Regions from separate parts of the Mus musculus genome. Here region 2 is linked to region 1. A link is a contact called in public HiChIP or PLAC-seq data. All regions are on one chromosome and are shown on one strand. The core of a region is the stretch at or near the end of the contact, and the rest is flanking DNA. Distances in the headings are between cores, read along the strand shown.

Evidence for each region. HiChIP or PLAC-seq counts read pairs in DNA pulled down with a chosen protein or histone mark.
Region 2: a contact with region 1 is called in an H3K27ac HiChIP or PLAC-seq map of regulatory T cells, with 2.2 times the contacts expected there. The contact joins two enhancer-like sites. A contact is called at or near these places in 4 of 484 Hi-C or Micro-C datasets (Th2 cells, bone marrow-derived macrophages, liver and 1 more), 4 of 115 datasets of contacts at active chromatin or transcription factors (the SCID.adh cell line, effector CD8 T cells, embryonic stem cells and 1 more) and 1 of 9 other capture datasets (embryonic stem cells).

Annotation. Positions count from the first base shown.
Region 1 is chr16:33,342,517-33,347,912 of GRCm38.p6, forward strand. No RefSeq gene overlaps it. Among named protein-coding and RNA genes, the nearest start is that of 1700007L15Rik, 36 kb to the right of the region's middle. Within about 2 kb of position 2,150, at least 132 of the 459 cell types and tissues checked have an H3K27ac peak or open chromatin away from gene starts, as enhancers often do. A contact at or near this core is called in regulatory T cells, where this site is marked.
Region 2 is chr16:33,453,599-33,458,994 of GRCm38.p6, forward strand. It overlaps Zfp148 (zinc finger protein 148), which reads left to right. Exons shown (of 9, transcript NM_011749.4): 5 at 3,278-3,403. Among named protein-coding and RNA genes, the nearest start is that of Slc12a8, 62 kb to the right of the region's middle. Within about 2 kb of position 2,638, at least 7 of the 459 cell types and tissues checked have an H3K27ac peak or open chromatin away from gene starts, as enhancers often do. A contact at or near this core is called in regulatory T cells, where this site is marked.

The DNA.
Region 1 (5,396 bases), core at 900-3,399:
GAAGGTTAAGGTAGAGGGTGTGGAATGCCAGGTAGGGACTGAGGGATGCTGGGAGACCCTAGAGGCCAGGTCTGCTTTGGTATGTAAAGTATGCACCTCAGCCTCTTGTCCACATCCGAGACCCAACAAAGAGAATTCATCTCAAAGCACTGTTGTAAATAAATGAGTGAGTGGATCTGCAGCTCTCAGAGCAGAGCTTGTCCAGGGAAAGGGTTTCTTTTTCTTTTTTTTCCAACATAATATTTTTATTGATTATTTGGGAATTCCATATAATACACCTGGATCACACTCACTTCCTAGCCCCTGCCCCTTTGCCCTCCCCAGGGGAAGTATTCCCTTTTGTTGTTTTTGGTGTTTGCACCTGAGGACACTGGTCCCGGTTTCTGGCCATGGCTGGCCCAGACATTACCTCAGTGGCTAGAAGGATGCTTGGATTCCTCATCTCTCCCCTCCTTCAGTTTCGGGACATTACGGGGCAGCTGCATTGTCCCCTGTACCAGTTCTCTTTGGACAACAGCTCTATTCCTACCCTTTGCTGGAGGCCCGGATCTGTTTTTTGAACTGTCAGCCAGGGCACCCGTGCCCCCCTTTACTGTACTGTGTGTCTGCCCTGCTGGGCTCTGGGGTTTGCTGGGCTCTGCCTTTGGACTGCGAGCTGGGTCCAGTACGATGGTTCCCAGATGCTGCTGAGCCGTCTTCCCCTAAGTGTCTATTTTCTTCTGGATGATCGCGTGGTGTGAAACCTCTATGGGTTAGCAAGGTGACCTCTGATCCCTGATGACCTCTGACCCCAGAATTAGACTGATCTGAACTCAACTCCAAGCTGCCCAACTAGGCAGATTCTTTAACTGTCCAAAGTCTCTTAACAAACAATTTACAGGTCTGTTAGGTTTGTGTGTGCACATGCACATTCTGGGTATTAAACCTGCAGAGTCAAGTGCTCTACAACTGGGCTCCAGTACTCAATTCAGCCTCAATTCAGATATTTGAAATAATAGAGGGGACCAGGCTCCCAGGAGGTGTTCACTAAATATGCTGCTTGCTCTACTAACTTATACTCTACTTTTCTTTGCTATGAACTATGGGGAGAAGGGCTGAGGGCTCATTGTTGTTAACACCCTTACCTGTGAGGGAGCTACCTCAGCAGGGTTGTTAGCCGCTAGCCACTAGCCAGGGCAATGACTTAGAAGTATTAGACTTCAGCAATGAGTTTGTGTTGAGCGGCTCCTAGAAATGAATTGATGTGGTCTCAAGATAAAGATGAGCTCATTTCCTTCCCTGGCCATACCACGTGATCAGTCTTGCACCTGCCTCTCCGCGTAACTTAACGTTTTTGGTTTTCTATCGTGCATTCCTGAAAGGTAGACACTCTAAGGGGTCATTGCCCTTTATAGGCTGCTAAAGCCTCATAGCAGACACAGCAGTAGTAGGTAGCTAGCCCCTGTGTCCCTGAAAGCAAGCAAGCCTAGGTCTACAAGATGTCAGGTAGGCTCTTGTCTGCCCCCAAAGGAAAGGCTGAACTTTGTGAATAAAGAGAACCTGGCCCCCGAGTGCTACTGTGGATGAAGTCATGCTCTGCATGAGATACTGCACTCAGATATTACACTGAGGTTGGGAATCTAGTTCTGTTGTGAAGTGTAAGATCAGCACCAGCACACACACAATAAATGCAAATGGAATGGGCATTCTGTATTGGGGTGGGGGGACCACCATAACCGGGATGGGGAGGAACAGCAGTTGGTGGTGACAAATTCTATTCTAGATGAGGGGAAAGGGGACAGTATGAGCAGGGCCAGTGCCCACTTGTAAAACAAACCAGATTTTTGCACAGGGCCAGTTTTAGTAAGCGCAGCAGCTGGAGTCTGAGGCTGGGAGCCATCAAGGGCTGGGGATTGTCTCTCTGCTTCCCTGCTTTAGAAAATGCTCCTGACAGAGGCCTCTGCATCCCACTGTCCTCAGAGAATGGGACTCTGCACACAGCCTGCATTCATTTGCCCTTTGAAGCATCTTCTGAGGCATGGAGCACTGAGTGGCGAAGAAGACACAGACGTATCCGCAGTGAAGTGCCTAAAGTATAACCCAATCTGGGCCAAATGTAGCCCACAGGATCCTAAAAATGAGACACGTGGGCACCTCCAGCCTCTAATTACACAGCGAGGATGACGCAGATTGGCTGCAGCCCGGGTTGAGAGCATACAAAGCCTGCCGCCTCTCTCCTTCTGGGAGGCGGGGATGCAGCTCCTCTGGAAAGGAGAGAACAGGGCAGAGGAAATGTCATTATTGTCAATGTGAACATGTGTGTAACTGTCTACTTACTGGAATTGTTTGTTTGTTTGTTTGTTTGTTTGTTTCTCTGTAAGATTTTAAAGCACTCAAAATGGTCTGTGTTTTATAAAACGAAACCAAAACCAAGTAGCTTCACATTTCTAGACATTAGGGAGAATGCAACTTAACAACATAACATGAGCGAGCCGGGCACACTCTGATCTTGTAGTCTCTGCAATAGGAAGGCTAAGATCAGTGGGCCAGAAGTTCAAGGCCAGTCAAGCTGACTACATGTCTCAAAACTGAGCCAGGCTCTGTGGCACATGCCTGTAATCCCAGCACTAGGGAAGTTAAAGGAATCAGGAATCCTGGGCTATGTGAAGCAGTGTCTCAGGAAGGGGGCGGGGCTGAGGTGACAGACAGCTCAGTAAGGAGCATGAGAACCTGAGTCAACACTCTTGTGAAGTCCAGACACCACAGCCTGTAATCCCAGTCCTGAGGAAGTGGAGAGAAGATCTGTGGGGCTTTCTGGACAGCCAATCTACCTAATCCATTGATGTCCAGACTCAGCTGAGAGACCCTGTCTAAAAGGTAAGATGGAGCTGCTGAGACAGATCAGTGGGTAAACACGCCTGCCTGGAAGGCAGACAAGCCGAGTTCGATCCCTGGAACCCATATAAGGCAGACTCAGGCCTGTGCACAACACAGTCCCCACTAAAATGCCACAGTAGTGGTGGTGACATGTGCCTTTAATCCAGGAACTCAGGGGGCAGAGGCAGGGGGCTGGAGAGGTTGCTCAGTGGTTAGGAGCATTGACTGCTCTCCTGAATGTCCTGAGTTCAAATCCCAGCAACTACACAGTGGCTCACAACCATCTGTAATGAGATCTGACACCCTCTTCTGCTGTGTCTGAAGACAGCTTCAGTGTACTTACATATAATAATAAATAAATCTTTTGCCGGGCAGTGGTGGCGCATGCCTTTAATCCCAGCACTTGGGAGGCAGAGGCAGGTGGATTTCTGAGTTCGAGGCCAGCCTGGTCTACAGAGTGAGTTTCAGGACAGCCAGGGCTATACAGAGAAACCCTGTCTTGAAAAACAAACAAACAAAAAACAGAGGCAGAAACAGGTGGATCTCTGTTGAGTCTGAGGACTGCCTGGTCTACAACTTGAGTTCCAGGTCAGCCAAGGCTACACAGAGAAATCCTGTCTTGAAGGGGAAAAAAAAAATCATTCAATTTGCCATCTAGAATTAAAATTGCTGTCTGATTTTAAAATAAAAAGTAACATTTATTAAGTAAACTTCCCTTTCCAACAAATGGGGACCACTACAGAAAGCCACAACCCCAAATGCAGAGTTGTGGATCTCAGTCCCAGTGGACAACACTCTAACACCTAAGGCTCAGAGAATGACAGAGCAGAAAGGTTGTGAGAGCCAGAAACCCAGGGAGTTTGCTGTGATATTGTGTCTCCTAAAAATGACAGAATCTCTACCCATAAAGTCTCACTAATACGACCACCTCGTCATGAGCTAGACAAGGAAGACACCAATAGACATTGCAAAGTGAACAGGGGTGGGGGTGGGGTGGGGTGGGGAAGCCCACAAGGTCTTGACCCTACACAAAGAAACAGACAACTAAGGAATGCTGACATCAGGAGAGAAAATGTTCCCCAGTAGAAAAGCACACCAGTGAATTACCCAGTACCAAAAGGCCAGCCCTGAAAACGTGTGTCCTGGCTAGTTTCATGTCAACTTGACACAAGCCAGAGTCATCAGGGAGGAGGGAACCGCCAAGAGACAATGCCTCCATAAAAGATGGAGGCAAGCCTTCACAGTGGGTTCTACATTAGTGGATGATAGGGAAGGGCCCAGCCCATTGTGGTGGGGCCAACCCTGGGCTGGTGGTCCTGGGTTCTCTAGGAAAGTACCTGAGCAAGCCACGAAAAGCAAGCCAGTAAGCAGCACCCCTCATGGGCTTCTGCATCAGCTCTGGCCTCCATATGCCTGCTCTGTTTCAGTTTCTGACTTCCTTTAATGATGTGGAAGTGTAAGCCATATAAACCCTTTCCTCCCCAACGTGTGTTTTGGTCATGGTGTTTGTCAAAGCAATAGAAAAGCCCTAAGACAACAGGCATACAAGAAATATTATATAAACTGACCAGGTCTTATTTAGATGTAGATATGTTATGTACTCAATAACAATAGAGACTGAATTTGGAAGAGGGCAAGGAAGGATATCTGAGAGGGTTTGGAGAAAGGAAAGGGAAGGGAGAAGTGATATAACTATATTATGATCTCAAAAAAAAGAATTTTGAAAAAAACATAAAGACAACATTCTGAATCCTTCATTGTCATCAGGGATGTGGATTGACAGAGCAAAGTATAAGCCTGGGGAATGTAAACAGTCTTCCTATCAAAGGGTTAAATAAGACAAAACTCCATTTTAAAAAATGGAAAGAAGTCACTTGGCATCAATTCAAATCTATCCAGGGTCAGCACTTTTTGAAACCAAAATACGTGCTCAAGTTTCATTTCTCCCTGGAGACAGCACCAATCTGTGTTAGCCAATCCTATATGAATGTGCTGCCTAGGTTTCTCTCAGCTTGACGCCAGCTAGAGTCATCCAAGAGGAAGGAGCCTCCATAATGTCGGACTGTGCAGCGCTTAATCATTGAGGCTATCCCTGGGCTGGTGGTCCCAGGTTCTCTAAGAAAGGCTGAGCCATGAGGAGCACGGCAGTAAGCAGCACCCTCCATGGCCTCTGCATCAGCCCCCGCCTCCAGGTTTCTGCCCTGCTTGAGGTCCTGTCCTGACTTCCTTCAGTGTTGAACCATGATGTGAAAGCATAAGATAAGTGAATTCTTTCCTCCCTAAGTTGATTTTGGTCATGGTGTTTCTTCATAGCAATGGCAACCCTAATTGTGTTTGCTTGCTTGATTTAGCGTGGCTCCACACCCTTCTGCAGAAGCAAAGCTTTTTGCCTTACTGAAATACTTTGAATACTTCTGGAGACCTCAGACCTGTTTCTTACAATAGTCACTTGGGAAACAATCTGGCAATTTTATTTTATTTTTTTATAAAGCTGACCATCCCTTAATAAAGGACTTAGCAGTCCTATTCCTATTGAGTAA
Region 2 (5,396 bases), core at 1,388-3,887, 110 kb after region 1:
TATGATTTACTGTCTGCCTGGGTTTGTACATGTGTTTGTACATGTTACATGTGTGCCTCATATTTAAAAGATCGTATTAATATGATCAATTTCCATGTATGTGTAAGGAAAACTGTATTTTTAAAATTGTGCGCTCATGAAGAGCTGTTGCCTGTAGAACTTACTTATGAGTCAGCTTTAACTGTGTATTAAAGAGTTCCCGTGTTTTCTGTTTTGGGATTTTTTGGAGACATGATCTCTGTTCAGTCCTGGCTGCTCTAGAACTCACAGAGATCCTCCTGCCTCTGCTCCTCCAAAACTGGGATATAGTTGCATGTGTGTGTGTGTTTTACCCCCATTATAAACAACATCAAAGTGTCAGAATTGCATTTTGGAGCCTCTGTGAAATTGAGCAATTCCACAGCTGCCTTATCTCTCTTTGCTGTGTGCCCAGCCTCAGTCTGATACAGTTATTAGTCAAGCAGTCCTGTGCTTGTTGTCACCTGTCTTCCAGCCGCATCTCTGAGATGCTATGAATCTTTGTACCATAATTTTTGTAGTGTTTTGAAAATGTAGTCACACTAACTGTTGTTTGGGGCACAAGCCTTAGCTTCAGTGTCCCTAACAAATGAGACCCAGTTTCCGCTCACAGTACCACCTGACAGCAGTAGTGGGGAGCACAGAAAGGGAAGCTGGGCTGAGAAGAGGACTCGAGTCCACGGGTAGGGTCCTGACGTGAGATTTAGGTTTAAACACAGAGCAAGAGTGTAACTTCCGTAGCTAGCAATCCTGGTCAGAGCACACCCCCTTGACAGGCATTTGACTGTCTTTGTCTGGGCTTTAGTCTGTCCTGAGGTGGCCTGTTAATTTGTTGAAATCTGTGTGAAATCCCTTCCCAGGAGACAGTTCCTTCCTTGGCTGGCACTTTGGGCTTTGGCCATCCCCTCCCTAGGGAAACAGCAATTCCTTGAGGCCCAGTGTTTGACTGGCCTGGTAGGCAGTTAGAGGCACTTTGTTCTTGTCAGGGCACTTAAATCTTTAGCACTCTGTGTTTACTTAGATGGTTTTCAGGGGGCTCTGGTGTTATTTTTAACAAAATTACAGAATTTTTTGTATTCATTTAATGATAAGTTTAAAAGGTTGCACTGAGGAGGTTGACTGATGACCCCCAGTCCGATGAGAATTAACTGTATCATCAGTGTCCTTAGAACCTCGGTGTTTTAAAGATAGGCAGCTCTGGAACCCAGATTTGAAGATGGGATAACAGTGTTGTTGACATTGAATGCATCCTGGACTCTGTTTCTCTAATTATTGTATAGTAAGCATTATGTCTTAAGTAAAGCCTTATACAACTTTATAATTATACCTTTGGTAGTGATTTGTTGAAAAGGCTAGGAAATGTGAAAAAAAAAAGAAAACTATATTGAACATAAATGAAAAATATATTGTTTCTATTATTTGATTGAATTTTCTCTTGATATGATCAGTTTTTAGAATTTTGTGGTTTTCTTGATCTTAAAAAAAAAAAAAGGACATCAAAATGTCTAAATATAGTTCCCAATACTGTATTGAGCTTTGCTGGAACCTAGCCTTTCTTGTGCCTTAGTATTAGACCCTTAATTGCTTGTGGCAAGGGAACCGATGCTGCTTACCTCACTGCTCGCTCTTAGGTCTTACCCCTTTCCAAGACACCACTAATCATTTTTTTCTCTACTTCAACAAAGTTTCTCAGTTTCATATACTCCGTTTTTGTTTTTCCACCTCCTATTGATTATTTTTAGCATTTTGTGTACGTGGTGTATGTGTTCAGTCACTCTGAAAACATTATGGAGGTTCAGCAAAGAGAAGAGTACACTTTTGAGGTGGGTGGTTACAAAAGACTTTGTCCCGCACACAGGTCCAGTAAGCTGAGCCTTGCTTTTAGAGAGGTTTAGGTTTACAGGAATTGGGGTGTTTGCAGGGTGGGGCAGCAGCAAGAGGTAATTAGCAGCCCTGAGTGAGCAGTCCTGTCACATGGGTGGTGGACGTTGTCTTAGCTCTGGTAGATCTTGCAGAAGTCTCTTGCTTACCAGGATGGGTGTTTATCAGAATAGGGTTGCTTCTGCTCCAGGGAACTCTGCCTTGTGAGGATATGCTGTTCTGGGTATCCAAGGTGACGCCAGAGGAAAGGCCAAGGACAATGATTTATCTATGCCATCAACCATTCAGGAGATGAGATAGATTATACAGACACTCCTGGAGAGGGAAGAAGGCAACCCAAGGTAAAGGAGACAGACATAACCAAAGTAGCAAAGCCGGGCTTTTATCCTAAATTTAGTCACCTTGAAGCCCAAGGGAACAGTCAGCTCGTTTGTTTGTTTGTTTGTTTGTTTGTTTGTTTGTTTTTTAAACAAAAGCAGTTTCTAAGTGCCTGTTACAATTCTCCCCTGTATATGAATATTCTCAACCTTGAGAAAACTAGAGGATCAGCTAATCTAGCCTTATAGATTTCCTGGCTAGTGATGAAATAGTATATGTGAAAGGGGCAGGATCTAAGGTCAGAGGCATATAAAACAGAGCAGGATGTTTATACCTAAAAGTAGAAGTGCCCCTATAGAGCAGAGTCAAAGAACATGGAGGAAATTCTCTTGGGAGTCGCAATTGTCACAAGCATCATGTGTGTGAAATCTAGTGAAAGGAAATTAGTGTCAGGTAACCATGTGTAAGATTCATTTCCTCCTAACTTCCTGGCTATAGTTACTCTTGGAAGGGCATACACAAGTGTCTTGGTTTTTGTTACTGATTTTAAGACAAGGTTTTTGTATGCAGTCTGGATTGGCTTCAACCTCATGATCCCCTCCCCCACCTTCTGCCTCCCCGTGTTGGAGATACAGGGAAATGTTACCATATCATTTCAATTCTGACAACTACCCCATCCCGCATACACACCGTTTGTCTCTGAACAGTTCTCTCGCATCTGGCTCACTGTCCTGTGCTTTGATTTGATTCATCCCTCATCACCACAATGGAATTTATCCTGGTTGGTTTGATCTGGTTTCCATGTGTAGGGAGAAAGAACAGATGCCAAGGACTTAACTACTAGTCAAAGCTTTTTGGCTAATTTCAAACAATTAAAGAAGTATAGAATGAATATACAGAACTTTCTTGGAGTCCATCCTCAGGCTTAATTCTCTCTGTCCTATGGGCAATGTCCTAGCATCCCAAAAAATACTCTCAGGTTATCTTGTTAGTTGTACTTCTGCAGAATACACATTGGACTTTATGCATTTCTAAAATCAGCTTTGTTTTTTTTAAACAGATAAGTGTAAAGCAGGAAATTACTTTTACTGATGTATCTGAGCAACTGATGAGAGACAAAAAACAAGTCAGAGAGCCAGTAGACTTACAGAAAAAGAAGAAGCGGAAACAACGCTCTCCTGCAAAAGTAAGAGACTGTGCTAAGGTGTGGTCGCTAACCTTTCATTTTAACTGTTGGGTTATCCTGTGGGCAGAACCTCTTTCAACCTTAATCCAGATCTAGAGGTCTTAATGTGGATCAGTAGTTGGTGTGCTGTGCCCACTTCTGTAGGAGGAAGTAGAGAAGAGAGATGCATACCTGTGTGGATGTGGTGGGCCATAGCTTACAATCTCTCTCTCTTCCCCACCCCTCCCTCCCTCTCTCTCTCCTCCCTCCCCTACCTCATCTGTATTACCCCTTCCTTTTTTTCCCTAAAAATGAATTTTCGTCTTTCCATGTCTCCCTTATACTTATAAACTAACAAGATAATGTATGATCCTTGCTTATTGTTCATATTTTAATACAAGTGTTGATGTTTCATGAAAGTTTACGGTGCTCATCAGAGACACCTTTAATAGACTGTACGCTCCCTGAGGGCAGAGGCCTCATCTTACCACAGCTGTATCAAGAACCTGAAGTGGGAGGCTGAATGGACACATGATTGGTGCTGTTTGAGACTGTCCTCTTTTGTGTTTTCCCTTGCAGTGGCAGTGTCCTGCTGTTGTGTAGTATGAAGCAGTGGGAATTCATCTTCATAGTTATTTCCCCCATGTTTTACCTTGTGTAGTAAAGACGCCATCCTTTCCCTCATCCTTTATTAGCAAGGTCCCAGCCGAAACTCGTCTTGAACTTGAGGTGTAGCCAAGGATGACTGTGCTTTTGATTCTCCAGCCTCTGTGTCTTAAGTGCTAGGATTGCACAGGAGTGTGCCACCGTGCATAGTTTATACAGGCCTGGAGACTGAATAAAGGGTTTTATGCATGCTAGACGAGTGCTTTGCATTCTGAGCCACGTCTTCAGTTCCCCCTTTAAGTATATTATATATGCCTCCCTCCCTCTTTGTGACAAGTTCTTGCTATGATCTAGGTTAGGCTGACCTTGAACTTGAAGCCTTTCTACCTCCATCTCCTGATTGCTAGGATTATAGGCATGCACTACCTTGCTAATTAAGTAACAGGATCTTTTTGGAGGCTACTTAATTGTAGTTTTTATTTAAAATCATAATCATTATCTATCTTGTACACTTGATAGTGTGGCAAGAGCAGCTAGTAGTACTGGCTTGCAAGAGCAGACTGCTAACATTTCAGCAGACTAGGAAATCCTCCTGTTCCTCTCGTTCCCCATTGTTAGACACCCCTTGCTACTGTCTAAGGGATACAGAACATATGCCTACGGGATTCTATTATATAAAATAAGTGAGTTATATTTTTGATTCTCTGCCATATATATATTCCCTTTCTGTCTACAAAATTTAGTAGATTTGTATAAATGTAATTTCCTGATTTTTCAACTTGTAAAGTGTACTTAACCCATTTTTGTACTTAAAGTTAATAATAGTTTTGTTTTTATAGTGCTAGAGATCACACACACACACACACACACACACACACACACATACACACACTCACACATGCACATACACACAAGCCCTTACTCATTCTAGACAAGCATTATATCATTGAGCCATATCCTCAACTCTAAAAAGTGTTTAAGCATTTTTATTAACCGTGTAATAAATTACCTTGGCAAGATCATGTTATAATTAATGATCGTTTTGCTGAACATTGCTGTGTTGTTGTATTCTTTTCATTTCCTTTGTAAGGCGATGCTATATGTGTATCGGTGCTGTCTGTTTCTGGAATCAGGGGTGTACTCTTGATTTCCAGAGCTGTCGTGCAGGTTATGTTTTTGACTGAGTGCCTGTGACTGGGCTGCTGCACTCCTAAGAAAGAGCCCAGAGGGTCATGCAGGCCTTCTGGAGCCACCACAAGAGCCACACTGGAGCTGGAATGCACGTGGGGGCATACTAAATTCATCTTTCTCATTTGTTTCACATTTTGTGTTTCACATTTTATGGAATATACCTGCCCCCCCCTCCACACACATACATTTTTTTTTAATTTTACTGTTTTTCTCAATG